Regions from separate parts of the Sus scrofa genome. Here regions 2, 3, 4 and 5 are each linked to region 1. A link is a contact called in public Hi-C, HiChIP or PLAC-seq and promoter capture Hi-C data. All regions are on one chromosome and are shown on one strand. The core of a region is the stretch at or near the end of the contact, and the rest is flanking DNA. Distances in the headings are between cores, read along the strand shown. Region 1 holds the start of EPHB3 (ephrin type-B receptor 3). Region 2 holds the start of VPS8 (vacuolar protein sorting-associated protein 8 homolog). Region 3 holds the start of POLR2H (RNA polymerase II subunit H). Region 4 overlaps LOC110256376 (a long non-coding RNA gene). Region 5 holds the start of MAGEF1 (melanoma-associated antigen F1).

The links. Promoter capture Hi-C pulls out the DNA fragments that hold promoters and counts their contacts. Hi-C and Micro-C count contacts between places; a contact is called where the count stands out from the background. HiChIP or PLAC-seq counts read pairs in DNA pulled down with a chosen protein or histone mark.
Region 2: an H3K27ac HiChIP or PLAC-seq map of skeletal muscle shows a contact between it and region 1. The contact joins the promoter of VPS8 here to the promoter of EPHB3 in region 1. A contact is called at or near these places in 4 of 47 Hi-C or Micro-C datasets (embryonic fibroblasts, epiblast stem cells, fibroblasts and 1 more) and 2 of 2 datasets of contacts at active chromatin or transcription factors (alveolar macrophages and skeletal muscle).
Region 3: a contact with region 1 is called in a promoter capture Hi-C map of fetal skeletal muscle, with 2.3 times the contacts expected there. The contact joins the promoter of POLR2H here to the promoter of EPHB3 in region 1. A contact is called at or near these places in 3 of 5 promoter capture datasets (fetal liver, fetal skeletal muscle and liver), 20 of 47 Hi-C or Micro-C datasets (alveolar macrophages, brain, embryonic fibroblasts and 12 more) and 2 of 2 datasets of contacts at active chromatin or transcription factors (alveolar macrophages and skeletal muscle).
Region 4: a contact with region 1 is called in a Hi-C map of alveolar macrophages, with 3 times the contacts expected there. The contact joins the enhancer-like site here to the promoter of EPHB3 in region 1. A contact is called at or near these places in 5 of 5 promoter capture datasets (fetal liver, fetal skeletal muscle, liver and 1 more), 29 of 47 Hi-C or Micro-C datasets (adipose tissue, alveolar macrophages, blood and 16 more) and 2 of 2 datasets of contacts at active chromatin or transcription factors (alveolar macrophages and skeletal muscle).
Region 5: an H3K27ac HiChIP or PLAC-seq map of skeletal muscle shows a contact between it and region 1, with 7 times the contacts expected there. The contact joins the promoter of MAGEF1 here to the promoter of EPHB3 in region 1. A contact is called at or near these places in 2 of 5 promoter capture datasets (fetal liver and liver), 16 of 47 Hi-C or Micro-C datasets (alveolar macrophages, brain, embryonic fibroblasts and 11 more) and 1 of 2 datasets of contacts at active chromatin or transcription factors (skeletal muscle).

The regions. Positions count from the first base shown.
Region 1 is chr13:122,466,222-122,468,913 of Sscrofa11.1, forward strand. It overlaps EPHB3 (ephrin type-B receptor 3), which reads left to right and starts at 1,340. Exons shown (of 16, transcript XM_003358733.5): 1 at 1,340-1,932. The coding sequence starts at 1,821.
Region 2 is chr13:122,692,320-122,695,011 of Sscrofa11.1, forward strand. VPS8 (vacuolar protein sorting-associated protein 8 homolog) reads left to right here and starts at 1,370. Exons shown (of 48, transcript XM_021069973.1): 1 at 1,370-1,498.
Region 3 is chr13:122,250,321-122,253,012 of Sscrofa11.1, forward strand. POLR2H (RNA polymerase II subunit H) reads left to right here and starts at 1,309. Exons shown (of 5, transcript NM_001243341.1): 1 at 1,309-1,507. The coding sequence starts at 1,435.
Region 4 is chr13:122,650,469-122,653,160 of Sscrofa11.1, forward strand. All of the region lies in intron 3 of LOC110256376 (a long non-coding RNA gene), which reads left to right. Among named protein-coding and RNA genes, the nearest start is that of VPS8, 42 kb to the right of the region's middle. Within about 2 kb of position 1,318, at least 2 of the 83 cell types and tissues checked have an H3K27ac peak or open chromatin away from gene starts, as enhancers often do. A contact at or near this core is called in alveolar macrophages, where this site is marked.
Region 5 is chr13:122,601,359-122,604,050 of Sscrofa11.1, forward strand. MAGEF1 (melanoma-associated antigen F1) reads right to left here and starts at 1,342. Exons shown (of 1, transcript XM_003483283.4): 1 at 1-1,342. The coding sequence starts at 1,094. The coding sequence ends at 147. The region is part of intron 2 of LOC110256376 (a long non-coding RNA gene); the gene reads left to right.

The DNA of each region.
Region 1 (2,692 bases), core at 90-2,589:
TTTCTGAGTGTCAGTTTTGTTTGTAAAATGAGGCTATAATAATATCTACCTCTCAATAAACAAGACCAGTTTTGTTTTTTCAGAGTGGTTATTGCACTTTGTAAATGTGTGTTGAACAAATGGGGTAGATGTCCATCTGCCCAATCCAGAAACCTGGAGGGTTCTCCTTAATGTCTCCACTTACCACATAACCTGGGAACCTCACAATCGCAAATCCCATGAACTCTGCCTCCTGAAATATCTTAGACCTGCCCACTTCTCTCCCTCTCCATGCCACCGCCCTGGTCCAAGCTACCATCTTCCTCTGACTGCCACACAGCTTCCTCTGTTCTCCCTGTTTCTACCCTTACCTCCTCCCATTCTTCCTTCCCAGAGCAGCCACGTTAATCTGACAAATAACGCCTCTGCTTCAGACCCCAGCTCTCAGGAAGGCCTTATGAATCTAAAAAACATTCCTCTGGTTCCCCATACCTACTTCCAAGCTTCCTTTTGGCGCCTCTCAGTCTCTAACTCTACACTTTAGATATTCTGGACTTCTTTCAGCTTCTGCCAATAAATATCAGTTTTTCTCACCCCTGGGACTTCACCAAAGTGTGTTTGCCCTGCCTGAAACTGCCATCCTGCCACCCAGGGCACATCCTTCACCTGCCACTCATCTTTCATATTTCGGCTTGAATGTCATTTCCTCAGGGCCAGGCACAGCCACCCCTCTCACATGTGCTCCAGCAACTCTGTCCTTCTTGCATAACAATACCTGTTAACACTCTGTTGTGATGATTTCATTCCTGCCACCAGTAAACTAGCTCCAAGAGAAAACCTGTGTCTTCTCCATTGCTGTATGGCCAGAAGTTACTGGACTCTTTGGCGCAAAGAATGATGAAATACATAGCTGAATGAATGAATGAATATATAAACAAGCGTGGGAAGTGTTGCTAGGACGCCCACTTGGTTGTACCTAAGCTGAGTTTAGTCAGGGTCTAAATGCTCCTGGAAAGACAGCCACATGAGGGCGCCCCCGGCTCGTTGTATGAGGATGGCACCCCTTCGGACTCAGGTTCGGGTACTAATCGCCACTGGGCAGCAGGAGGCGGGTTTCTCCCTCTGCTCCCTCTGATGGACAGTATCGCTCCGCCCAATCTAATTCATCTTTTCCCTGGCCCCGCCCACCCCAGGCCTCAGAGAGTCTGAGGGTGGGCGTGATTGAGGCGCCGCCAACTGAACTCCTGCAGAGTGCTCTCGAGGCCGAACCAACGCGCCTGGCGGTCCGTGAGTGGCGGCCAGCGGCTAGGGGCGGGACCTGGGCGGTGACAGGCAGGAGGCCGGCCCCGCCCCTCTCGCCCAGAGCGGCCGCGCCAGCGCTGGGGACAGCAGAAGTGAGTACGTGAGCGGCGCAGCAAGAACCCACCTCGGACCCCGGCCGGCGCGCGCACCCGGAGTCGCGGATCCGAGTCGGGCCCGCAGCAGACCGCTGGATTACAGTGCACACCGAACTGCCATCACTTGCGCCCTCCGCCCCGGCGGGTCTCTCCGAGTCCTCTGGCTCCGAGCTCTCCAAGCGCCCCGGATCCTCCTGGACCGGTCCGTCCAGATTCCCCCGGGACCGACCTGCTTGTATCCCCCAGCATCGCCCGGGTCAGGGTGCCGCCTCGGTCCCGGAGCCGCCCTCCTGGATCGCACCGTCTCCTTGTCTGGATCTCCTGGGACCGTGCGCAAGCTTACTTCGGAGCCCACCGAACGAACCTTTCCGCGTGTGTCCGCAGCCCCGCCGGCGCGGCCCGGCCCGGCGCGGCCCGGCTCGGCTCCCGGAGCCCGCCCTGGCCATGGCCCGAGCCCGCCCGCCGCCGCCGCAGCCGCCGGGACTCTTGCCGCTGCTCTCTCCGCTGCTGCTGCTGCTGCCGCTGCTGCTGCCCACCGGCTGTCGGGCGCTGGAAGGTGAGTGGCGTCGGGGGGCGAGTCCAGGGGTTAAGGTGTCCGGGGTCGCCGTAGCGTGGCCCGGGGAGGGGCCGCGGTGTGGGTTCGATGCGGGCCGGGCGCACGTCGGAAGAGGCTCGGTCACTCACGCCTTCTCCGGGAGCTGGAGGATGGGGTGGGGAGGACGCCCCCGGAGCCGCCTCGGAGGCTCCAGCAGCCTCTGAGGCCGGCGGTCCGCCAGGTTCGGGATCGCGGGCAGCTCGACTGGGGCGAGCGTCCCCGATAGTCGTGGCCGGGCTATGAGCTTTGTGAGAGGACCCCGCACTCACGGCAGAGGAGCTGGGGGCCCTTGGCGCCTCCCGGAGCCAAGGAAGTGTGGGCGACCCACCAGGAAAAGCGGGGGCTCTGAGGCTGGTGCGGGGCTGTGGCGGGTGGGGGCGAAGCGGGGCTCCCCAGGTTGGGGGTCGGCGTTGGTTAGGAACACGTTGGAGTTAACTGCGAGAGCGCGAGTGCCTGCACCCCGCTTTGTCAGGGGATGGCTGCGGGGGTGGAGAGGCGGGGGCCTGTTATTGTTTACGGTTTACCGAGCGCCAACTACACCAGAGGTGCTGTGTGCACGAACGTTGCACACTGCTCTGCGGCTCCCCCGCCGCCTTATAATGGGGCACCCCGCGTCTCCACTGAGCCCCTGAGATTGTCGGGTTTGTCCCGGGTAACGCGGGAGCCGGTGCCTTACCCTTAGCCGGTGGGGAAAGGCCGGCTTCTAGACGGGTTCTGTGAA
Region 2 (2,692 bases), core at 120-2,619, 230 kb after region 1:
AAATAAAAGCAAAAATAAACGAGTGGTACCTAATCAAACTTACAAGCTTTTGCATAGCAAAGGAAATCAAACAAAAGAAGAAGACAACACACAGAGTGGGAGAAAATAATTACAAACAAAGTTACTGACAAGGGCTTAATTTCCAAAATATACAAACAGCTCATACAACTCAACAATAACAACAACAACAACAACAAAGACAAAACCCAAAGAATGGACAGAAGACATAAATAGGCATTTCACCAAAGAAGACATACAGATAGACAACAGGCACATGAAGAGATGCTCATCATCACTAATTACCAGAAAAATGCAGATCAAAACTACAATGACATATCACCTTACACCAATCAGGATGGCCATGATTAATAAGTCTATAAATAACAAATGCTGGAAGAAAGGGAACCCTCCTACACTGTGGGAATGCAAATTGGTGCAGCCATTATGGAGGACAATATGGTTCACTGAAAAACTAAAAATAGGGTGGCCATATAATTCAGCAGTCCCACTCCTTGGCATATCTCCAGAGAAAACTCTAATTCAAAAAGATACATGCACCTCAATGTTCATAGCAGCATTATTTACAATAACCAAGACATAGAAGCAACCTAAATGTCCATTGACGGATGAATGGATAAGGAAGGTGTGGTATATATTCAGATGGAAATACTACTCGGTCATAAAAAGAATAAAACAATGTCATTTGCAGCAACATATAAAGACCTACAGATTATCACACTAAATCAGAAAGAGAATGACAAATACCATATTGTATCACTATTATGTGGAATCTAAAATATGACACAAATGAACTTACTTATGAAACAGAAAAAGACTCACAGATATGGAAAACAAACTTACAGTTACCAAAGGAGGAAGGGTGGGGGATGGTTAAGAGTTTGGGATTAGCAGATATAAAATACTACATATAAAATAAATAACAAGGTTCTAGAGTATAGCACAGGGAACTATTTCAATATCCTGTAATAAACCGTAAAGGAAAAGAATATGAACAGATATGTATAACTGAGTCATTTTTTGCTTTACACCAGAAAATAATACATTATAAATCAACTATACCTCAATAAAAAAATTAAAAATTACTGGTTGTAAACTCCAAAAGCCTGGGAATCAACTACCATTTCTTGGGCTGGCTGAAGATAGGTTCACTTTCTTAAAGCCTAGATAAATTCACCCACACCGGGCTGGAGGAGGGTTTTTCTTCTCATCTCAAGGACTAGTATTTATTGGCCTGCGCTCCTCCTCGGAAGTTTCCACTCTCCTGTTCCCAAAGGTGTTAATTACCTTTAGGGGACGTTGTGTCTCTGGCCCTTTAAATGGGGCGTGGCGTTAGAGGGACAGACCGCCCAGAAGAGACCGGGGTGAGAAGATGAAAGCGGAAGCGTGGCCACTGAGTAGATACTGCGCATGCGTGAGGCTAGAGCAGGGGGCGGGGTCACGCGGGCCCGGGTCCTGGGCTGGGACCTCCAGAGCTCAGGTAACGATTCTCCCGAGAGCTGGCCGGCCGGGTGGGGATAGTGGACGGGGGCCGTACCCGGGGAGGGAGGATAGCGTGCGCCGGGTTTCTGAGCTTCAGCCTTGGGTACACGGGACAGTGGCACGGCCTAGGATCGGCTAACTGGACCGAGGCCCACCGGCCAGCGGGATTGACTCTGGGGCCGAGGGGCGTGACCTGTGTTTGGCCTGCAGCTGGGTTAGACAGTTTCCACTTGTTGGTTTTAAACGAGTGTGAGGCTGAGGTGCAGGTTTACCTTCTCCACCTAATTGTGAGACGTGGAGGGGGGTGATCAATCCCCTCCTCCAGACGAACAGGTGTGCAGCCTGCCTTTGGGGCTTGGGCGCAGGTAAAGGCTTCTCCATCCTTGGAGGAAAGGGGTGAGTGTGCTCCCCGAGTGTGAGGCGGAGGCTTAGACGGAGTGTACACCTCTTTGAATTGCTGCGCACCTGTGAGGTTCATTCCAGTTTCTCTCTGCTTGTAAGGTGTTCCCCAGAGCGAGGGCAGCAGGGAACACGTGGGTAGCTAACGTTCCAGGCCAATCCTGTATCCTGGTTAGTTCTCCAAGTGTGGTACCTGGAGAAGAGGGGAAACGGAGCTGCCTAAATGTTAGAGTGTGCTTCAGAGGAGGGTGGGTGGTATGAAGTAGTGTCAGTGAGATAGGTTCCAACCCCCCCGGGGTTATTAGGCACGGCTGGCTAGCCTTCTCCAAACCTGCATGCCTCCTTCATACCCTCCTGATATTAGGCTGAGACTAGAATAGTCAGGAAGGCTGTGTCCTCTACCACGCTGTCCCTCCACCTTCCCCCAAACAAAACAAACAGGGATGTTAACATGTGGTGCCAATCTTACTCCATATGTCTGCAATTAAATAATTACATATCAGGTGTGTGTTTGAAGTGTAGCTAATATAAATGGGAATGGAGGATCTACATGCTTGTTTAAGAGTTGGGTTTGCTCATGATTAAATTTAAGAAGAGTAGATACTGAGATGCAGAATAAAGATAAATGAGAAAAAAAATTTCTGGTTGGAGAAACATAGTTATATGTGAGAAAATTTTTTTCCAGAGCTCAAGCGAATAGCATATTGATTATCCTTTATACATTCCTCTGTACATGGATCAGGATCAGCAGAAGGATGTTTTCCATCTTCCAGAATTTTGGGGAAACTTAGTG
Region 3 (2,692 bases), core at 59-2,558, 220 kb before region 1:
GGGGAGACTCGGAGGGGGACGCTAGGCCCAGAAGAGGGGTGCTTGGAACTGGAAACTTCGGTTTCTCTCATCCCCCTTCCTTTCTTTGCGACTGTCCCGGGGAGGTGCACCTGGAGCTAGCTGGCCTGAGGCTTGTGCGTGGGTGGAGCCGGAGGGAAGGGAGGTCTAGGTGCTGGGGAGGCCGCTCCTGGGAGGCGGGCGTGGGGGGACAGAGGTCGCTTCTCCTTGGCAGGGCTGAAGAAGAAACCCGAGTAGCTGCTGACGTCTAGCTGCCAAGGGGGAACAGCCTGCTGGGGCTCTGCGTTCTCTATCAGGCTCCGGAGAAGAAAAGTGCAAAGGGTGGGGTGAACAAGTGTGGGGTGAACACAGTCAGAGATAGAGTCAGGGGACAGGCCAGTGCCCAGGAAAACAGGCATTGTGCAGGAGGAGGCAGTACCAGGGTGAAGGGGCAGGTGGGAGGCAGAGGGGGTTCCCAGGAGGGAGTGCCCAGGAAGGGGACAGTGTGAGAACCAGCACCCTAGAGGAACGGGCAGTGTAAAGGAAGAGGTGGTATCCATAGGAGAGGACAATGCCGGGATGAAGGAGCACTTAGGAGAACGTGTCCAGAAGGTGAGCGCAGTGGTGGAGGAAAGGCCAGAACCGAGCCGAAGGGGCAGTACTGAGGAGAGCAGTGTGATGGGGTTAATACCATGCTGAAGGGGCGGTGCGAGGTAAGAAATCAGGGGTGGGGAGGGTGCAGTACCAGAGGAGGAGACAGTGCAGACTTCCCTCTTCCCCATGGTGACATCATGGCAAATTCCCAAAGTGGATATCACCGGGTCGGGTGACATCCAGCTGGGCCCAGCCGGCCTGGGCCAGCCCGGGATTCCTCAGTGCCAGCTAGAAGGACTGGGTACGGCACCCTACTTGGCCATCGCCCTGGGGGCGTGGTTCTGCTCCGCTAGCCCTTTGCGCGGACTGTGCCCTCGGCAGACCCGCGGACCGACAGGGTAGGGCTAGGGCCAGGATTCTCTGGGCCAAGGATCAAGGTCCCTGGCTGGGGTAGGCCCCCAAGCACTCCAGTCTTCCTAACCCGGCATCTGAAGAGGGCGCACTAGAGCCTCCGGAGAGAGCGGGACACCAAGCCACCCCCGGCTGGAGGTGGGACCTATCGTGTTCCCGCCCTGGGAGGAGTTATCTGGACGTGAGACCGCCCTAAACACTGAAGCCTCTCGGAAGCAATCGTTCGGGGCGGAAGTTAAGAAGCCCCGAGAGCTAGGCGGCGGAAGTAGCTGCGTTACTGCTGGTCTGTGCGCATGCGTCCTTCTATTTCTTTGCTGCCGCTCTTCAGGCGCTGCATTTTCCTCTCTCATTTTTCTCCACGCGGGGCCGTGCCCTGCTCCGTAGTCTTCGTCACGCGCTCAGCACCTCTGCTTCTCTCGTGGCCCCCTCACCATGGCGGGCATTCTGTTCGAGGATATTTTTGATGTGAAAGACATTGACCCAGAGGGCAAGAAGTTTGACCGAGGTGAGTAAGGTTTGTAGGGGCGGTTTGGGAGAAGCGGCTGATCTCAGGGACACGCCCCTGGGCCTCTTGTCCACACATTTCATGTGGTCTTCCCCTACCGGCAGGTCCTGACCTAGGGGCCTCTCTCAGGAAACGTTTTATAGATGAGAAAACGGAGACTTCGAGCTCTCCCTCGCTTCACACATGCTGTGCCCGGTGCCTGGGTGACCTTTCTTCATGGTGCTGGTAACCTCCTTGGCATCTTTTTAATCGCTGCCCACTCTGCTAGGCGCTGTGCTGTGCACTTTACACACATTGCCTTACTTATTCCTTTCGAGAGTCTCCACGAGGTAGGTGGTGTCTTACCCATCTTCTGAGAGGCTGAGCAACCCACCCAAGGCTGTACAGCAAATAATCCGACCTCAGGGCCTGTTGCCCTCAGAGTCTTAGCTCTTTGTGAAATCCTCTCTAAGAGTTGACTGCTTGGTATACACCTCCTTGTTCTGACGTTGATCAAGAATTATTTGTCCTTGGTGTCTCTTCCTTTGCTTAGAGACTGAGATATTCTTCAGAACAAACAGCAGGTGTTTGTTTGTTTGTTTGATTTTGTCTTTTTAGGGCCAGACGTAAGGACATATGGAGGTTCTCAGGCTAAGGGTCGAGTCAGAGCTACAGCTGCAGGCCCCACACCACAGCCACAGCAACGCCAGATCCAAGCCCCGTCTGAGACTTATACCACAGCTCACAGCAACACCAGATCCTTAATCCCCTGAGCTGATCCTTAACCCACAGAGTGAGGCCAGGGATTGAACCCCCATCCTCATGGATACTAATCAGGTTTGTTACCACTGAGCCACGGACAAGACCTCCCCAAACAGCAGTTCTTAATAATCTCCTTAGCACAGCGCCTGGCACGGAAAGGCAAAACCTTTGGATGACTGACTTGCCCCAGAGCAGGTTGTTTCTTAGTCACCCATGCAGGCCTAGAACGTGATATTATTTGTTGCCAGAGGACCTTTGATTCTTTTCTGGGCATTCTGTCCACCAGCCATAGTTTTCTGCCTCTTTGCTTGTATATGTGGTTCTTATTGAGCCTGTACTTCTATGAGAGCAGATGAGAGGCCATTGGATACAGATTAAGTATTCTGTGCATACAGTTTCTCAAAGTGGGGTCTGCCCTGCCCTTGAGGGTCTACTTGGCCAGGC
Region 4 (2,692 bases), core at 68-2,567, 180 kb after region 1:
GGGTGTGATCGGAGCTATAGCTGCTGGCCTACACCACAGCCACAGCAACACGGGATCTGAGCCACATCTGTGACCTACACCACAGCTCACAGTAAGGCTGGATCCTTAATCCACTGAACAAGGCCAGGCATCGAACCTGCATCCTCATGGATGCTAGTCATTCGTTTCCCCTGAGCAACAAGGGGAACTCCTCTATCCAGCTTTGGAACTTTGGGTCTGGAGGGAACTTGCATCCTGGGAGCCCCCTAAGACTTCTCTCATGGCCACTACAGAGCAGCCACTAGCCAGCCTCTCCCTCCCACCCCCCGACTCCAGCCCCGGGTGGGAAATCATCTTAAAACATACCCTGAAAAGGTCCTCTCACACCACCTTGGTACAATGCCTTATAGTCACCAAGCGTTCTCGAATCCTTGGCCCATGGGACCCTCCTCATAGCATCCCAGAAGTTCTGAGACCTGTTTTTCAGATGAGGAAAATGAAGTTACGTGGTGGGTGAATCATGCTGGCCCCACAGTTAGATTTCTAGGCATGGGATCAGAAGGTAGTCTGGGAGGGGAGGGGTCGGGATCTGGGTCAGTGCAGCTGAGGAGATGGAATTGGAGGGATGAGTGATCTCAGTTCCTCCACATCCAGAAAGTTCCTCCTTGAATCACCTGCTCTTCCCTGACCAAGACACCAGCAGCTTCCCCTCTGAGTGGTGGTGAATCAGCTCCAAGATGCTCCCAGGCTGGCCCTCCTCCTGACTTTCATAGGATCTGACTCAAGGTCCGTTTCAGGTAGGCAGTATCTGTGGAGCCTTCTGGTGTTAAGACCCACATCTAAGCAAAGGGAGGCCTTTGAGAAATAGTTAAGAAAATGGACACCACGAAAAGCATTTGTGCTCCTTGGGGAGAAGATATACAGGTGACCGCAGCGGTGGTGGCGGCAGGTCACAGTTACCTAATGGCATCACCACAACAGCCTGCGTTGCTTTAGCCCCACTTCCAAAGAGCTTAAGCACCTTCAAGTTTATTAGACTATTTGATCTTATAAAAGTTCCACAAGTGGATGGCGATAGTTCTTATAACCATTTTATGGAGGAGAAGACTGAGGCGTAGAAAGGAGTGAAGCGATGTGCCCAAGGCCTTCCAGCAAGGGAGTGGGGCAGTGGGACTGGGTCTGTCCTGTTTCTGGATGTTTCTCTAGGTATTGTGTGCCTGGGACTCCATTTTGGTGTCTACATTCCTACAAGGAAAGGTGTGGACAGAGGAGGTGACTGGCAGAAGGCTCAGAGAATTTTCCTGCTCGAGGTCGCTGAGAGACAATGAGTCAGGCTCCCGTATATTGAGGTCAGTTTCCTCTTTCACTTCCCCAAACAATTGCTGAGGAGTGAGCTCACTTGGTGCTTATTCTCAGATGAGAAGCTGAGGTATTTGCACGGTTGCCCCTGAAGGGTTTGATAGTAGCTGTGAGCTGTGGAAGAAGGCAGCACTCTTGGCCTGGGACTCCTGCCCTCCTGCCCCAGCTGTGCCCCAGCCAGGTGTGGGGTCCTCTCTAGCTCTGTCTGTTACCACAGCATCTACACTGGTTTCCTGACCCCTAGTATGCTTCCCATTCAATCCCCTCCGTGACTGATCTTCCTAGAGCTCTCCCCTGATCTCAAAAATTGTCCATGGAGGAGCTCCCACTGTTGCTCAGTGGTAACAGATCCAACTAGTATCCAGGAGGATGTGGGTTGAATCCCTGGCCTCCCTCAGTGGGTTAAGGATCCGGCATTGCCGTGAGCTGTGGTATCGGTCACAGATACAGCTCAGATCCCATGTGGATGTGGCTGTGGCTGTGGTACAGGCCGGCAGCTGTAGCTCCGATTCAATCCCTAGCCTGGGAACTTCCATGGGCCACACATGTGGCCCTAGAAAGCAAAAAACAAACAAACAAAAACCCCCCATAAGATGGACAACCTATCAAAGCCAGAGTCCCATTCCTTCCAGTTTCTGCTTGGCCTTCAATGCCCCACCTAACCAGGTCCTAAACTGTCTTCCCAGCCTTGGCTCCTCCACCTCATCCTCCTCTACAAAACCCTGTCCTCAGCCAAGACTACGGGACTTGTCTAGACCTGCTTTGTGTTTTCCCAACTCCACTCTGTGATTATTCCCTTGTTCTGGAAAGCCACTCCCACCCTCTTTGTTGGATTTCTATCCATCCTTCAAAACCTAGGACAGATGTGGTCTCTTTTGTGAGGCCCTCCGTGGTTACACCACCAGGAAGTGATCTCTCCCTCCCCGGATGTCTCACTGGGCACACGGGGCTCCACATAAGCAGTTCTCTGTGTGTTATGGTGACAGTATACAGCCTTGGATGTTTGTGAAACTTCAGAGATTGCAGAATTCTGCAACACCGCGTGTGAGTCTGTGTGTGTGTGTGCGTGTGTGTGTGTGCATGTGTGTTGGTGTAAGATGTGAGCACAGCTATATAGAACACCTGAACACAAGAAGCGATTGGACACTTCCTGGATTTGGAATGTGTCAATCACTTCTGCTCAGCCAAGGAACGGAGAGCCAGATGTGTCACTCAGAACCCTCACTATAAAATCCATAAACACTTAGAGGGAGAAAGTGAACAGTAGGTATTGATCACTCTATACTCCAGGCACCGAGTTAGGGAGGCAACATCACCTGAACAATGGGCTCACTTAAGGCTCACAATAGCTCTA
Region 5 (2,692 bases), core at 92-2,591, 140 kb after region 1:
CCTAAATCCTAGTTACATAAATACAACCGCTACAGAAAACACGACCCTCCCCCCACCTATTCTACTTAGACTCAGTAGTTTTTGTGCCCAACTCCACCCACCCCCTCAGCCCCCCCCCCTCCGGCTGGCCACTCTTCCAATAGCCCTCACCAGCGGTGATTGCCGGCCCTAGCATTGGCTCTGGCCCTAGCCCTAGGCCTAATACTGGCCTCAGCTCTGGCTCTGTCAGCCTCGTCTGCCAGGGCCTCACGGTACAGCACTGGCCAGTGTTGGGGTTCTTTCTTATGGAGCTTGGCCACGAACCCCAGGACTTTCATCTTGCTGGTTTCCAGGTTGCTTCGGGGACCCCAAGAGAATTCACATTCCGGTGGGTTGGTGTGAGGCACACGCCTGTAATTGAGGTATCTCAGCTGCACGAAATCTTCCATAATAAGCCTCTTCGGGTACCCAAAGAGGAAGTGATATTTTGAGGGACGCACCCCCAACCGACGCAGCATCTCCCAGACCTGTGCCTCCCTGGCGCTATTACCTTTCATGTAGATAAGGCCCAAGATCATCATTAAGAGACCCAGTCTGGGGCCATCTCCTCCCAGATCCTCCTCCTTATCCTCAGGAGGTTTTAGTTTGTTCATCAGGATGTAAGTGTGGTGCTTGCGGTCAAGCTGTTTCAGCTCGAAACCAAAGACATACCGCAGATGCTCTGCGGCCCTTGCGATGATCTCGGGGAACAGATCCTTCAAGTCTCCGATAACATACTTCACCATCTCCGAGCGAGTGATGGGACTCTTCTTCTTGTCCTTCACCAGCAGAAACTGCACCAACTCGGCCACCGTCCGATCCAGACGGCGGCAAGCCCGGCGCCGGGCCAAAGTTTTGGCTGCCAAGGCCCTCGCACCTTTCGGGGTGAGGGCGGGCTCCGCAGCCCCTTCCTCCTTTACTGCGTCAAGGTCCTCCTCTGGGCTCTCTTGCAGGAGGGGGCTCGGGGCCTCCTCCTGCGAGACGGTCAGGGCCTGGGTCTCACCGTCATGGCTGCCATCCATCTCCCCCTCGACTTGAGGGACGGGGAGAACCCCGCTCTCGGGTTTCTGCAACATGTTTTTGCGCAGGCAGGTGCAAAGCGCGTACTCGGGCCGAGGGATGTGCAAGCCGCTGCGCAAACCCTGGCGGAAGGGTTGGACAGCGGCTGGGGCGCCTGGAGTAGGACTAGGAGAGATGACACAGGGGTTTCTGTGGCTGCTAGGCGGTACCGCACACGGCTCGGGACGGTCGCCGCAACGCCGCCGGCGCTCAAGACCTGCGCCGCCGCCGCCGCGCAGCCTCAGTGCGCGCCCGCCGCTGGATCGCCGTAACACTTCCGGCCAACTCAGCCAAGATGGCGGCCCGGAGGCCGGCGAAGCCCCTCCTTTTCCGGCTACCGCTGGGTTGGAGGTGCGCACCGGCTTTCCGGGATGCTTGGGCTGTGGAAGAGTGTAGTTTGCGCAGCTTTTTAAGACTGCAAAGCTGGAGGAGGATAACCAGGAATTTCTCAAGGTTTCAGTGTGCAAGAATGGAGTAGGATGGAGTTCTAGCCACGTCCTTTCAGCAGGCGCTTGATTCTAAGTGTGTGTACCTAAGATTTTGAGTAATTTACTGTGGTTCAAATGCGGAATGTAAGGAGATGAAGGCTGGGAGATAAGGCTGTGCGGGACGGTGCAGGGCCTTGAACAGGATGCTAGGCAGATTGAAATCTTTTCTGAGGACGATGGGAATATGCAACAGGAAGATTAAACAAAGGAGTGCCCAGACCAGATCTGTTATCTTTCCAGTCTCTCTGGGTGGCAGTGTAGAGAATGGATTGGAGTAGGGCTGACCAAAAACTGGGAATCCAGCTTGAAGTATTGGAGTATTATTTCATAGTGCAGAATAGGAACTAAGACGTGGCCTATCTTGTTCATTGGTGTATCAGTGCCTGGCACATAGAGGCACTCCATAAATATCGTAGAATGGATGACGAGGGAGTAAGGATAGTAGATTCTACAGGGGTGAAAGGAAGATGATAAACGATATATTGAAGTATAGCTGGCAGAAATAGTGACAGATTGGAGGAAAGGGGAGGTTTTTTAAAAAATGTAATCAAACTTAACTACTCCCATTACTTTTTCTTTTTGCCTACTCTACTCTGAGCTTTCTCCTAGTGTCTCTCCTCCCTCTCTCCCTCCCTCTCCAACTCCTCCTCTCCCTTTTCTCTCATTTCCTCCCTTCCCCCTCCCTTTTCCCTCCTTTCATCCCAGTCTCCCCTCTCCCTTCCTCCTCCCTCCTTCCCCTTCTCCTCCTCCTTTCCCTTCCCCTGCTTCTCTTCTCACCCTTCCCCTCATTTCTAGGATCAGCTTAAATTTCTCCTTTCCAAAGCCTTCCTTAGTCTCTGTGCATGGAAGTTATTTACTCCTATATCTGAATCACCGTAGAAATTTGTATTTGTTTAACACCCACTCATATACACCTTATTGTGCTCCAGGCTCTGTTCTAACCATCGTTCCAATATTAATTTATTTAATTCTCATTAAAGTAAGTACTCTTAGCACTATCCTCGTTTTATAGATATGTCTGTCCTATGAAATTTGCTATTTACTAGCTATGTAGTCTTGGACGAATTAACCTAAACTTCCTGTCCCTCAGTTGCCTTGTCAGTAAAATGGGTATAATGCAAGACAAC